Regions from separate parts of the Gossypium hirsutum genome. Here region 2 is linked to region 1. A link is a contact called in public Hi-C data. All regions are on one chromosome and are shown on one strand. Each heading gives the region's core, a stretch centred on a gene start, on an enhancer-like site or on the middle of the called end of the contact. The rest is flanking DNA. Distances are from core to core; before and after follow the strand shown. Region 1 holds the start of LOC107955002. Region 2 holds the start of LOC107955016 (FRIGIDA-like protein 3).

The links. Hi-C and Micro-C count contacts between places; a contact is called where the count stands out from the background.
Region 2: a Hi-C map of leaf shows a contact between it and region 1, with 2.2 times the contacts expected there. The contact joins the promoter of LOC107955016 here to the promoter of LOC107955002 in region 1. A contact is called at or near these places in 2 of 34 Hi-C or Micro-C datasets (both in leaf).

What each region holds. Positions count from the first base shown.
Region 1 is chrD07:53,336,649-53,343,931 of Gossypium_hirsutum_v2.1, forward strand. LOC107955002 reads left to right here and starts at 2,625. Exons shown (of 6, transcript XM_016890701.2): 1 at 2,625-2,860; 2 at 2,997-3,089; 3 at 3,605-3,833; 4 at 4,009-4,100; 5 at 4,393-4,494; 6 at 4,820-5,149. The coding sequence starts at 2,765. The coding sequence ends at 4,981. LOC107955003 (a long non-coding RNA gene) reads right to left here and starts at 2,447. Exons shown (of 3, transcript XR_001699787.2): 1 at 2,166-2,447; 2 at 1,731-1,820. LOC107955001 (auxilin-related protein 2) reads right to left here. Exons shown (of 8, transcript XM_016890698.2): 6 at 6,632-6,721; 7 at 6,074-6,250; 8 at 5,388-5,931. The coding sequence ends at 5,893.
Region 2 is chrD07:53,609,414-53,616,696 of Gossypium_hirsutum_v2.1, forward strand. LOC107955016 (FRIGIDA-like protein 3) reads left to right here and starts at 3,623. Exons shown (of 4, transcript XM_041097841.1): 1 at 3,623-3,877; 2 at 4,978-6,035; 3 at 6,675-6,847; 4 at 7,276-7,283. The coding sequence starts at 4,988.

The DNA.
Region 1 (7,283 bases), core at 1,375-3,874:
TCAACCCCACTTCTAGATGCTGAAGAAATAGGAGGAAGAAAAAGATAAATGATGTTGTCAACAGTTGATGCCACTGACTACCTATCAGCAGTTCTGGTAAATAATATATAAAAGTTAGTATAAAATAACTATAGAAGTTAGCCTCCTAAGACAACCAATAATCCAAAATATAAGTTGTCAATCTATAGTATCTATAAAGTGTTTTTTTATAAATAAATGGAAAGATGACACCCCATTACTTTAAGATACAACTTGTACTACCGAAAATATTATGATATGCGAATGAAGCATCACTAAAATAGAGTTGATGAATAGGATATGTATAGTAGTCAAAAGTTTCTGCTAGAAGTTTGGAAAAATATTTTTGGTGGCAAGTTGACTATCCTATGGAGGATGGTGGATATGAACATACTCATTTGTATATATTCAAAGTCAAGAGTGTCACATTGACTGATGATATATGCAATATTGTTGGTGATGGCAAACTCAATGAGGCTGTTTGCATAGTCTGATCAGTGCAGTGATAGTGAGGCTTGTGCTATTATAAGAGGTAATTATGACCTTGGGTACGTATAGTATTGACAAGTTACATGTATTCTTTCAATTAGTAATTAACTAACTACATTTCTTGCCACAAATATGTGTTTTTTGTTTGAATTTTCTCAATGCTGAATTAAGAAAGAAGGCTAGGTTGTGGAAACTTCTAGGAATTAACTAAACCTAAATTTCTTTTTAAAATAAGAATACTGCTTTCTTTTTCAATATAAATATCATTTTAAAAACCATTAGGCTATTTCAACTTAAGCTAGGTTGGCATTTATTCGTTGAATATATATGACAAAAGAGGAAATATATACCTAAATCAACATCAACAACTAAGATATATTTTTTGGTACATAAGAGTTTAGGTTAGAGGAGATTATCCCAATCCAAGATCAAGACATGCTACTGGCTTCATAGAGGGCTACATCAGCAGAATATAAACCAATGCATTGCTTGCTAAAGAACGAGAGACTGCAAAGAAAGCCATCGAAGAAGCGCCTCCAGTTATTCAAGAGAAAGAAGTTCTCGTTGAAGATACAAAGAAAGTTGAATCTCTAATAGAAGTGGAAAGCCTAAAGGTATGAACCTCCAAAATCCAATATATCTTCAAATAATGCTGCAAGAGTTCCGTTTTATCCATGGTTAGGAATGTTTCTTATCATATTTGTTTCCCACAGTCCTCATTGGAAACAGAAAAACTGAGAGCTGATGAGGCAGAAGGAAAGTACAAAGAACTCCAATAATGACGTGAAGAAAAACGAAAAAAACTGGAAGAAACCGAAAAAAAAGTTCAACAACTAGCTGACTCAATGAGAGGGTAGCCTATAATTTGCTTTACTAGTTTGCTATAAAAGCTCATGTTTTTATATTAAGAATATATGATACATACACTTTGCATCTTCATTAATATATGTTTTTATCTCAACTAGCTGACTCAACGTGAAGAGTGTCCACATTAGTTCAATCTCAAGAAAAAGAACACTATATTTCTTCCATCAATTTACACTACCCACTTTCTATAAGCACTAAAGTTCCTCAACCATGCTTGATAACTACAGCTTAGCCAACATAAATGAATCGTCTGTCTTCATGAAATGCAAACAGTAACCATACTAATTTCTTAAGTTTTGATTTCTTTACAATAATTAAACAGAAATGAAGAAGAAGCAGTAATTTAATGGTATTACCTTAAAAAGGCTTGGGCAATTTCACGAACGAGCCTTTCGAAAGGCAGTTTCTTGATGAGTTCAGTACTTTGCTGATACTTCTGGATTTCACTGCATCCAATAGAAACATCATAAGTTCAATTCGTGTAAACAAGAATAAGAAAACGTGTCTAAAAGGGGAAAATAAAAGTTGAGCAGAAAAAGTCTCAACCGAAAAGGGGAAAAGAAAAGTTGAAAGAGGTGAAAGATCGAGTGAGCCAATTGATTGATCTTTCACCGGGGAGAAAGCAACAGAAAGAGCAAACGGAGAGATCTGAAAAGTAAAAAGGGTTCCCATTTTCCAGTGAAACCGAGGACCGAAAGGTCGGTGAGAGATAGCAAAAAGAGTTCCCATTTTCCAGTGAAACCAGTGTCTTGTGGATGCTATCAAGAAAAAAAAAGAAAAAGAAAACGTACCAGGAGATGAAGATGAAGGGCGAATGGATGCTTGATTTGGGGAGGAAGAAATCTGCTGGAGTTAATTTTGGGAAGAAGGGAGGCAGGCTATTTTCGTCTAAAACCTAAACGGTCTTGCTTGAATGGGTATTCAGACCCCCAACCGTGTAATGGCTATTCCGTGGGATGAGGGAATGGGAACGTAATACCTATTTCGTGGAATCACCTAAACGGTGAACCAAACGCCTGCATCACTGTAGCGCGCGGAATTGCTGCGGAATGGAATTGCAATTCCATCCAACCAAACGCAGTGGAAGTGTTTTCTAAAGATGAATAGATACTTCATTGAGCATATTAACAAAATCATGGGTGGATATGGGGACCTTTAGGCCTTTTAGGCTGTAGGATTAGTTTTGGGCCAACTCAGGGTAGACCCAAAGCCACCCTCACCAAGTCGCCAATTGCACAATTTATTATGTGGAATAAAATGGAATTCTTTCTTCATCTTCTTCATCAACAACCAACCTCCGACTTGCTTCTTCGCAACGATTCACGGTCTTCTCTCTCTGCTCCACCAATTCAGCTGGGTTTTTTTCGAGTTTGGAGATAGCTCCTGAAACATGGAACCAAAGATGGAAGATACTTGCCCAATAATCCAACGACCTTCCCTCAAAACTCATCCCCGTTTCAACAATTACTCCTTATGGAAACACAAGGTTCGTCTCCCTCTCTAAGTATTAATTATGGGATTTTCATTTTTGGGTTTTAGGGTTTATCATTTTATCTTTCTTTTATCTGTTGAAAATTTGAAATTGGATGAATATTATTTAAATTGTGGATGATGAAGTGTAGTTGAGAGAAAATTGTTACAAAAGGGTACGAGAAGACCGCACTCGTTTGCTTTGGAAAATGAGGTTGCCTGCTGCCCAATCTTTCAATCACAAGGTTTTTTTTTTTTTTCATTCGAAAATATTTTATCTGGTTTCTATATATTTATTGCCTTTTGCTGCATATTATTAGGTTACCCTGAACTTGGAATATAAAATTTAGGTTTTATTCCAAAATTGTACCCTTGCTACTTATTTAGCCTCTCTTGATAAAATATATGTTGGTTCAGTCTTTATTTTTTCTTCAAATACCTGTGTTCCATCATCCATGCCTGTGTCAGACAGAAAAATCCTTCCAAAACTCTCCAATTACATGAAAAACTTCAGGAAAAAAAATTAAACATGTTCATGACAGATGCATACTTGTATTTAACACGCATATCCAAGTCCAAGTAACATAGGATTATATAGCCTGGTGAAATTTGCTTGTAATATTTGCTGGTATTTTTTTTTGAATTCAGGTGCTTTTTCTTGATTTCTTATAATTCTGTTTCTCTTGAAATAAATTCATGCAGGTGAGTTTATTGGTACATCACTTTTTTTTTCTTTTTTTTTTGTGTTTTCTGGTTTCAGGAGTTTATAAAAACTGCCTTTCAGGACATAGTTTCTGATGAACTTAAAAGAATTAAAGACTCACCAATAAGTGACTGTTTGGAAAGCTCAAACTCTGTTTCCTCAGCCCCTGATGAATTATGGGAATACAGTGGCCTTCAAGATGCGTATCAAGGTGAATGCGAAGAGATATTGCTAGAAATGCAAAGAATATTTTATGAGGATCTCAGGAGAGAGCCAGCAGAGAAAGGTAATTAATAGTCCCACTTTAAAACCACTGTTGTTAAGGCTTCTGTCCTAGTGTTGCACCTGTATTCGTATCTTTCTATAAGTGGGTGAATGATCATGCAAATGCATGACTTTGGAGGTTATATTTGATCAAGTCATCCTTTTTTAGTTCAAATGTTTACTCTAGTTCCTTGCAGAACCAAAAGAAGGAATAGAAAGTTGGGAAGATGAACAAGATGAATACTTGGCCCGTGCAGTTTACGAGCATATGCAATTGAACGATGAGCAGGTACAGTGACAGTAAACTATTCATGTTTCTTTTTCTATGCAAGTGTTAGTATTGTTAACCCGTAGCGAACATTTAATACATAATGTTTTGTAGGTGCAATAAGATGTTTTTGTAGGCAACGTTTTCTGATTGCTTCCAGGAAATTTCTTTATCAGTGTTGTTGTATTATTCTTTTTATGTTCTTAATTCTTATATGTGGTTCTGTATTATAGTTGAATTTTCACCATCATCTGTTAAGTTTTTCAAAATGAATGAAATCAACAAGATTTTCTGATGTTTATGTTAGGTGCAGAAACAGATATGGTGCCCCATCTGTAAGAGAGGAGAGTTGCAACAGAATCATCAACTTATTTATTGTACCCTTTGCAAACTTCAGCTTAACAGAGATGATGAGGTTATCCTATTAACTTTTTCTTTTTTTTTTCTCATACAGTTTCTTTTGCAGTGCAACCAGTTCATTGTTATATCATTTGCACAATGTATCACATTCTAAAAGATCCCTTCATTTCAGAAAAAAACCAAAAAACAAAAAGAAACTTAACCTATGTTGCTGTGACTCTTCATTTTACATTAAGTATGCGCTCGAATATATTTAGATACGAGTACAGAGATATGATCCTCTGAGGATGCAGATATCTAACTGTCCAATACCAATGTCTGACAAGTGCCATCTGAAGTTAAGTTTCAATGAGTTGTCCACATTCTGGTCTTATTTTCAGGTTAATTTGGAAGTTCTACGGGATCGATTAGCTGAAGCACATGTGGATCATTTGGAACGAGGGTGCAGATTGAAACCCAAGTTTTGCCTTGAGACTAAATTTGGTTTAACTGCATTGTACATCCTTTGCCAGGACTGCAGTACCTTCGAGATTGTTATTTAACTTCCTGTTCTAACTGCTTCATAGTTCATAAGAGCATCAGGGGCCTCTGTTTCCCAAAGTTTTAGTTTCGATTTTAGTTTATTCCCTTTTGTCATGCTTCCATTTTATCTGACTATTCTTTCTTCCATTTTAGTTTCAGTATTATTACAGTGAAACGTAAATTTGTCCTTTTGCTCTCCTTTTCCATCTTTTGTTTTAGAAGAATATTGTTCAAACAATCTTTTATGAAACATTATAATAACCTTGATAATAAATATAAGCATAAAAAAAATCGGCTTACAAATATAAAATGATACATTAGAGTACACAGAAACAATAACTGCTATTAGCCACAAAAAGGGAGTTAGGGTATGCTAAATTGAAACCTTATAATAAAAATTTAGCTGACGAATATGCATATCTGCTAGACTGCAAATAAAATTCTTGTCTCCTTCCACCATTCTTGTACTAAAAAGAGATCGTATTCTATGCCAAAAACAAATCAATTTCCATACACATTGCATACCATCAATAGAACAATAATCGGTATTCACTCAACATAATCTAATCAATGCTCTATTATCCACCCAAAAGAAAGTGGGGAAAAAAATACATTGTAAAAGAATTAACTACAAAAAATGATCTCCGAGTAGACCGGGTGGATGATAATCTACATCAACTCGAAATAAATCAATTGCCCGTGGTGCATCAGTTGGATGAAGATTAATGTACAGCAATCTGAACAAAAGAAGAGTATCTTCACCCTTCACTTTCCTCACAAAACTTTGAAGCTGGTATCATATGCTCCGTTCTACCAGCTGGTATAATGAATCAACAACAGCAACAGATACTGATACAGTTGCTGGAACAGTTATGCATTCAACTCCCAAGGCATAGCTTGCCAAATGATGAACTTCTACACAAATTCAAATTCAGAAAAGTTCCTCTGAATTGAACTTGTTCCATGCTTCCTATTTAACATTGAAATAAAGAAAACGGTGTGAGGTAGAAAACAAGATGGAAAGATATGCAGCACTATCACCCATCTAAGAAGAATGATATGAATAAAAATCGCAATCAATAAACTGAAATAGGGCACCAAGAGTCAAGTACCTTGAGTAAGTCGAACACCTTTTCTGAAATATATTTCTGCTGAAGATTGGCACCTTTCTGCTGGACCTTATCAGGATGGATGCAAAGAGTAGCCTTTCTGTAAGCCTTTTTAACAGCAGCAGCTGTAATCAAATCCGTCAAAGAAACAGGTTGCCAACCACATTCAGGCCAAAGAACCTAATCATCACAGAACAGGTTCAGGAGACAAATTAGTATAACAGTAACTTTATCACTTTTGTCATGAAATAGGAGGTTATCAGGAAAAGGATAGAGTTAAGCCACAAGGTGTTCTTATGTTTGAATTCATTTATCACTGTTCCTATGACAACTATCTTATAATTTCCCTTAAAAAGTCATCTACTGCATGAACAAAACATCTCAAAAAAGTACATCAGACAGTTGAAATGAGGCAATAATGTGAGAACTGTACAAGGCACATAGCAGAAGGAAAACACGGGAAATGCAATATAGTTTGTTAGTATGTAAAAACTGTAAGAGAGAACCAAGAAAAAAAAAGAAGAAAAAAGAACAGCAGTAGTAAGCAATAGCGTAACATACATATTGCATGGTTGATAGTAGAGCACGCAAATTTCCCTCTTTCCCAGCAGCCCATCTCTTGATCTCAACATCAAGTGTTTCAGAAATTCTCTGAAATAAACCCATAAATCATTACTGGAGAGAATAGTTAAAAGAAAAAGGGTTGCAGATCTGTGCATGTACAAGTAGAAACTCACTGATATAGGCAGACTAGTTAAATTCCAGGCATATATTATCACTGATATAGGCCAGATGTGACGGTTAATTTAATTTGAGGTTCATATAAAAACTTAATTTGCCAGTCCCAACTCATCTCACCAGCAATACTGGGGCAACAAAAGTTTGACCAAGTTTTAACTTATCAATAATACCTTTTTTAGAAGTCTCAGCAGGATCATATTCTAGGATTAAATACTTTGGTTATCACTTTTCATCATTGAAGATAAAACCATAAATTAAAGCCACCCAGTTTCTTCATATGTTGGTATAAATATAAGTGACTATGTAAACCATCCTCGAGTGAACTTTACAATTTATAATTTTGATGCCAACTGAAGGTAAGACTGAATAAATGAAGAAAAACCAAAAGCAACCACAGACCTAAACACACTTGCGACATATAAAAAGTAATGCCATTGTGCAAGTTGCATGATATGAAGGGTGGGGCCAGAGT
Region 2 (7,283 bases), core at 2,373-4,872, 270 kb after region 1:
GCCTTATATTATTATAATCCTATTATGAAATGTAACCTAAGATTTAGTGAACCAAACACCTCCTAAATATTAAGATCTTTCTTGTAAATTTTTTCCAAAAACTAGATGGAAATGCTATGGACCTCCTAGTTGGAAAAAGAAAACACTGCAAATAAAAATACAAAATTTTGGCGAAGGATTAATAAATTTGAAGTTTTCTAGTAAGTTCTTTCAAAATTACTTTTTAATGATTAAAATTATTTTAATATTTTTTTGGTGAAAAAAATAAATTAATTACAAAGGTCTACTCAAATCTAAAGGAATCTCATCAACCAATTGAAGATCCTCATTTCTATCAAAAGCTCACTTACAATAAAATGAGCTTTCAGGTTCATTTCTTGAGAAATATATTCAAGCTTCCATTTACCAATATCCATCAAGTTGTGTTGAATATGTCGAATAAGTGCTGAGGGAGATGCCTTTGAGAATGATTCATGAATAGCCTCAATAGCATCCTTGTTGTCTGTTTTGATAGACACTCTATCATAATTTCAATCTTTTGCTATCTTCAAGCCATCTAAGATACCCCATAATTCCACATTTAATACAAAACATCGACCCAAATTCTTGTTGTACCCAATTATCCAACCCCCATATCGATCTCTCAATGCTCCTCCTGTAGAAGCCAACCTAGGGTCTAACTTCATAGTGCCATCCCTATACAGACAAACCCAATTACCTTCCTCATTATCTGATATCCTTATACTCGGTCTTGCAAAACACAAAGACTTTTGTGAATAATTACACTGTATGGCCCAACTGTAGAAATTTTTAATTATCTCATCAACGCTCCACTGACTTCCTTGAAAAATGAGAAGGTTTCGATTCTTCCCAATACACCACACCATCAATCTAAAGAAACACAACCAATCAACATCTCTTAATGAAAGCTTGTATCAATTCTCCAAATCATTTTAATATTATAAATAAGTGTTAGATATAATGATAAAACACACTACATCCTCAACGAGAGACAGTTACGAATTCAAACATAAAAGTTGTTGAAGTTGGGTCTAGAAATGAAAGACTGAAATTACACCAAAAGTCGAATTAGATGTTTTAATAAAAGAATATTATTGGGCCAAGCCCAGGTCGCTGAAAATATTCAGACAAGACCTTTTAATCGTCGGTGCAATATTCTAAATCCGAACATGTTTCAAATCTTTGTCTGAGTCGAATGTTGACTCAACTTTAAGAGCACTCCTCAACCTCACTAACTCCCCACCATTTACAGATAACTTTACAACGAAGCGAATATTCCATTTTTTAAAATTTCCAACAGAAGAAAGAGCAGAGTGCTCCAGGAATAAAAAGCAAGAGAGATGGCTTTACAGTGTGTCCATCAGATTCTCGTTGAACTGCGTCGGATTTATACTGAAATTATGTACTAAAACATTAAATTATTTAATATTTTCTAAAATATTCATTAAGTCTTTAAATAAACAGCAGAATAGGCCACATAAATCTCTTAAAATTTAGACCAATCATTGTAGGTTGAACAAACCGTTAGTTTATTAAATAAATTATATTGTTTTTAAAATATATTTAAATCCAATCAAAATTATGTAGTATTTATATTTAACAAAAAGTTATATATTTTAGTATTTAAAGATAACAATGTTAATTTTCTAGTATTTAATTCCATATTTACGGTTAATTTGATAAAAATTTATTATTAATAATATTGGGTTTGAATTTTTATTAATAGAATAAATTTAAATTTTTATTGTGAATTTGTTTAAAATTTGTGTTTAATTTATTAGAACGAAAATTATATTTTTCAAATTTTAAAATTAAATTAAATTAATTGTTAATTATGAATTTTTATTAAATTAACTATAAAACTCTAATTAAATATAAAAAAAGTTAACACCATAAGTTTCTCTTGCTAAATATGAATACTTACATTAAAATAAATAAATTACCTAGTTGGTCACCTAAATTTTAGGGCACTTTCATTTTGATCATCCAAAATAAAATTGTTACAATTTCGTCACTCAACTTTTAAGGTGCTTTCATTTTAGTCACCCAATCGTTGAATCTCTAACGCCAGTTAACTATACACGCCATATCATGTTCACACTTCCATTTTGGTCACAAAAAAAAACATATTTTCTTTTAAGTATTGATCGAGGTAAAAAAATTAAGGATTAAAGTAAAAAAATGATAGAAACTAAAATAATGCATTAAAACATTGTCAAATTGTACTTGTTTATCACATTTATGAAAGTTCTAATTTTTTCAAAATTGGAATTTTAAATTTCAAAAAATAGAACTCAAGTTAACCAATTTGTTACTGTAATATTGAAATCAATTAAATTAATCTCCTCCTAAATTTTAAAATTTTATTTTATATTTCCATATTATTCTTAATTAAATCAACTCGATAACTCATATTTAATAATTGTCTATGAAACATAAATTTCTTTTGATTATATAATCTCGAATTTTTCACCAAAAGCAAAGAAAAATCATTGCAATTAATTAAATTAAGTGCTTGTTCTTCGTTTGGGTAACAAAAGTGATGAAAAATTATGGGTTTTGCTTGGCATGAAATATTAATTAATTAATTAAATTAATTGTAAGAACTTTTCTTTACTTTTTGCTTAATATGAAAAACTCGAGACCATATAATTAAAAGAAATTTGAGTTTCATGTACAATCATTAAAGATGATTTATTTGAGTTGATTTTAATTTAGAAACATAAAATAAGATTTTAAGATTTAAAAGGATACTAAATTAATTGATTTAATTAATTATAATATTATAGTAACAAATTGTTTTGCATTGTCAATAGATACAATATTTTCAATAACTTATTTAGCCGATTTCGATGTTTTGAAATTTAAAATTTCAATATTGAAAAAAAATTAGAACTTCTGGCAATGAGGTAAACAAGTAGAATTTGACAAATTTTAAAGCATTATTTTAGTTTGTACCTTTTTTCACTGAAATCCTTAATGTTTTTTTACCCCGATCAATATTAAAAAAATATATTTTTTGAGTGACCAAAATAAAAGTGCGAACATGATATGACATGTACAATTTAACCGTTGTTAAAGATTTAATGGTTAAATGATTAAAATAAAAACATCCTAAAAATAGAGTGACGAAATTGTAAGAATTTAATTTTGAGTGGTCAACTAAATATCTTACCCTTAACAAAACACAAATTTTGCATTAAAAAAAATTAAACTCAAATATTTAAGGGTATATTAAGCTTTATTTTCCCCAAAAATTTAACTCGACTAATGCCAGTTACATTTAAAGTTGAAATGACACCTCATTTGTTTAGTTCAACCATATTTAAATGAAACATTAAAATAATAAACAAAATTTATTTCAACAATATTGTTATAAGTTCAAATCATATCTGTTCTTTGACATAATATTTAAAACTATCCAAAACCCTTTGTCAACTCATAAATAAAAGGATAATTCGATTCAACACACATAAATCTATGTCTCCATGTATTGATAATAATACTCGTGTCAATTGAGCTAATCCTTAATCTAAAATAATCAACAATTTTGAATTTAAGTAAGTTTTAATGTCTGAAATTGAATGAAGTGAATAATCCCATTCTCAATAAATGCTGAATAAAATAATGATAAAGGAAAAGAGGGAAAAAACACTATCTTTTAGCTTTCGTTTCATTTAGTCTCTCTTTCTTTCTCTCTCTAGTGATTAAAGGATAGGTAGCAGCCACAAATATCCACTATCCCAAAACACCAAACCTTCTTTGAAAAAAAGAGGAAACAAAAAATGGAGTGATTAATTCGAATCTTTATCGAATTAGGACACTTTGTTACCCCATTTCCGTTTGAATCAATCAGGTAATTGTCTCTCTCCCTCGCTATTTCTTTCTTTTCCCGTCGTTTTCACTCTCTTCTCCGGATCGGCACTTTCTTCCTTTTTTTTTAACCCGTCATAAAAAAATTAAAAATCCCTCTTTTTTCTCTTCAAATCTGTTTAATTTTTCTTCACTTCGGGAAATGTGTTTTTGAACTGCCAAAACTCGTCTACTTCTTTTGTTCCCTTTCGTCTGCAGCGAAAAATTCGCTGTTCTGTTCTGATCATGTCCTTTATTTTTAGGTTAGGTGATCTGTGCTTGTTTTGGGTTTACGATCTTTGGGTCGTTGGTATCTTTCTGTGATTTCGGAACTTGTAAAATCACTGGTGAGAGTGGCTACGTTTTACTGGAAAACTGCACCTTTCTGATTAGGCTTTCTAGGGTTAAGTTGGAGCTCTCATTTTTGTGCCTTGATCGCTTAGTTATAATATTTGTTCTAAAGTTTAACTTGTGGGTTTTCTACTCAAGGAATAAAGGAATGTTTACTTTGAACTTAATGATGCTGAAGTTTTGAGTGATAACTATGGTAATTATATTTGGAAATATGTTAATCTGTTTTATTATTATTGATGGAACTGAACTTCTTTTAAGTGGTCCTTATTAAGTTAGGATATTTTAGAATTGGGAAATAGATAAAGGTAGGAAAAGCTTTGATTTGCTGAAACTTATTATCTTCCAAAAGGGAGCTTAGATCATTGTGATCTGTTTATGGAAAGTATTTATTACCGTGAGAGGATTACTAGAACTCTTTTTGTGGATTAACATTTATTGTTTGGGGGTGAAATTTTGTTCTGATTCAAAGTAAATTTGTTGCTTTTGAATTTCTATTGCTTTATTTGGTTATTAACTTATTACTATTTTCGCGGACAATGTTGGATTCTTTGAAATGAAAATGTGTTTACTTATATTGAACTTTATCTTCCCTGATATTTAATTAATATTTTTGTTTTCCGTTTACCTTTCCCTTTTGCTACAACAAGATTAGAGAAGGATTTTGTACTCTAGAAAATCTGTTTGGTTCTATATTCTCTCTCTACTGCTGCAGTGGGGGGTCCAATCCTGGCTGATGTCTTTCTCTTTCAGGTTTTTTGTCATGGAAGATAAGCAGTCGGTTGCAACACTCATAGACTCAACAACTACTAAGATACAGCAGCTTCAGAAAGCATTTGCTGAACTTGAAAGTCATCGTGCTGTAACACTTAATCTGAAATGGAAAGAACTTGAGGAACATTTCCATGGGCTTGAGAAGTCCTTGAAGAGACGCTTCCATGAATTAGAAGACCAAGAAAAGGAGTTTGAGACAAAAACTAGGAAATCTCGAGAAATGTTGAAGAAGCGTGAAGCTGCTGTTGTTGCTAAAGAACAAGCTTCACTAGTGAGGTTACAAGAAAAGAGAGATGCTGCTGTTTTTGCCATTAGTAATGCTCTAGAAAAGCATAGGAAAGTATCACCTGAGGAGCCTGCTGATAGCTGTGATGGAGACAGTGGTGAACTGTCAGTTGAGGAGAAACCCCCTGATTCTGTAGCTTCCGAAAGTAACTCAGAGGATATAAAATGTTCTTCTGAAAATGGAAATTTCGGGGTGAAATCTTATCCCCAATTGGTAAAAATTTGTGAAGAGATGGACTCTGAAGGACTACACAAGTTTATATCAGATAATCGCAAGAACCTTGCTGCCTTAAAGGAGGAAATTCCTTGGGCGTTGAAGGCTGCAGCAAGCCCAGCTTATTTGGTCCTGGAATCTTTGAAAGGATTTTACCTTTTAGAAGCACCAAATGTGGATCGAAAGAAAGATTCAAATCTACTGGGTCTTAGGCGAACCTGTATTATGTTGATGGAATGTCTTAGCTTTTTGTTAAGGAATATGGATATGGTTTCTGTTTCTGCTTTAATCTCAGAAGATGTTAGGGGGCAAGCAAAGTTAATTGCTGAGGAATGGAAACCAAAGTTGGATGCTCTTGACATGGATGCTAGTAATGGTAATTCATTGGAAGCTCATGCATTCCTGCAACTTCTTGCCACTTTTGGTATTGCTTCTGACTTCAATGAGGAAGAACTGTCAAGGCTGATACCAATGGTCTCTCGTCGTCGTCAAACAGCTGATCTCTGCCGGTCCCTTGGTTTGTCTGAAAAAATGCCAGGTTTGTGTAGTATGAACTTACATAGTAACATTGCATAGAATACTTGTTTGTTTGGAAAAAAAAAACGAGTGATTCTGAACAATGAGCTTGAATCTTTCTCCATTCACCATGGGTTTACCTTATACATCCATTATATTTCTTCCGTTCCATTTTTGTAAAACTGATATAACTAACTATTTCAAGTAGACTTTCAGCATAATTAAAAAAAAAGGTCAGGTGAGACCTTGTAAATTAACTGACTTTTTCTATTCCCCCTAACTTAGGCAACTTCAAGCCATCAGAACCGGGGAAACTAATCTTTGCTCTTAAACTGATAAGCATCTTCAAGTTCCTAAATGCTTTTTATTTTACATATTCTTTAAACAATATTGTTGTTAAAATGCTATTTTGGAGTTCAGTGGACCATCCTTCATTTTGGATGACCGTTGTCTGGCACTTTCAGATATTTATCCAATTGTGTGGGATGAACACAAGCAATGTTAATCTATTATTTTTCCTCCCTGAATTGTACTTCTAAGTCTTAGAACAAGAACTGTGAATTACACATGGAATACTGTTGTAGAAAATCAATCATTTCTTCCATTTGTACTGGTTCTGGTTAATTCGTACTTTACTTTTATTTATCTTTCCATATTTCAGGTGTAATTGAAGTTCTGGTGAATAATGGAAGGCAGATTGATGCGGTTAATCTGGCTTTTGCATTTGATCTTACAGTGCAGTTCTTGCCTGTACCTTTACTGAAGGCCTACTTGAAGGAGGCAAGAAAAGCTTCTTCACCTGTTAAGCCTGGAAATTCCTCTTCTACTGCTCAGGTGTGTTCTTTACTCCTCTACTTCAAGGGGATTGGTTTGCCTAATATTGGTTGAATATAGTTTGGTTGACAATATCTTAACCAAATGTTTGAGGGACAAGTCCTTATTGCTGTTTTTGTCCACAAGGCCATGTCTGAAGCAGATTGGACCAGCTTTCTGTCCCGTTAGCCATCTAACATGCTTGGATCTTGTTGGATCATTTGGGATGATTTGGCTAGTTAGTTCTTACTTACAGTACCTTTCATAAACCTGAGACCTTTTGGTAGTTAAATTTTTTAGTAATTGTTTGGATGTGGCCCTGAAGGCAATTTGTTCTTGCCATTTCAATGCAGAAGAATATTTTTGCTCTACTTCATGCTAGTGAGACTTTTTTTTAATTTTTTGCTGCATATTGGAAAATGGCTGAAAACTTTCTTCTGTATTTTCAGATTGAGTT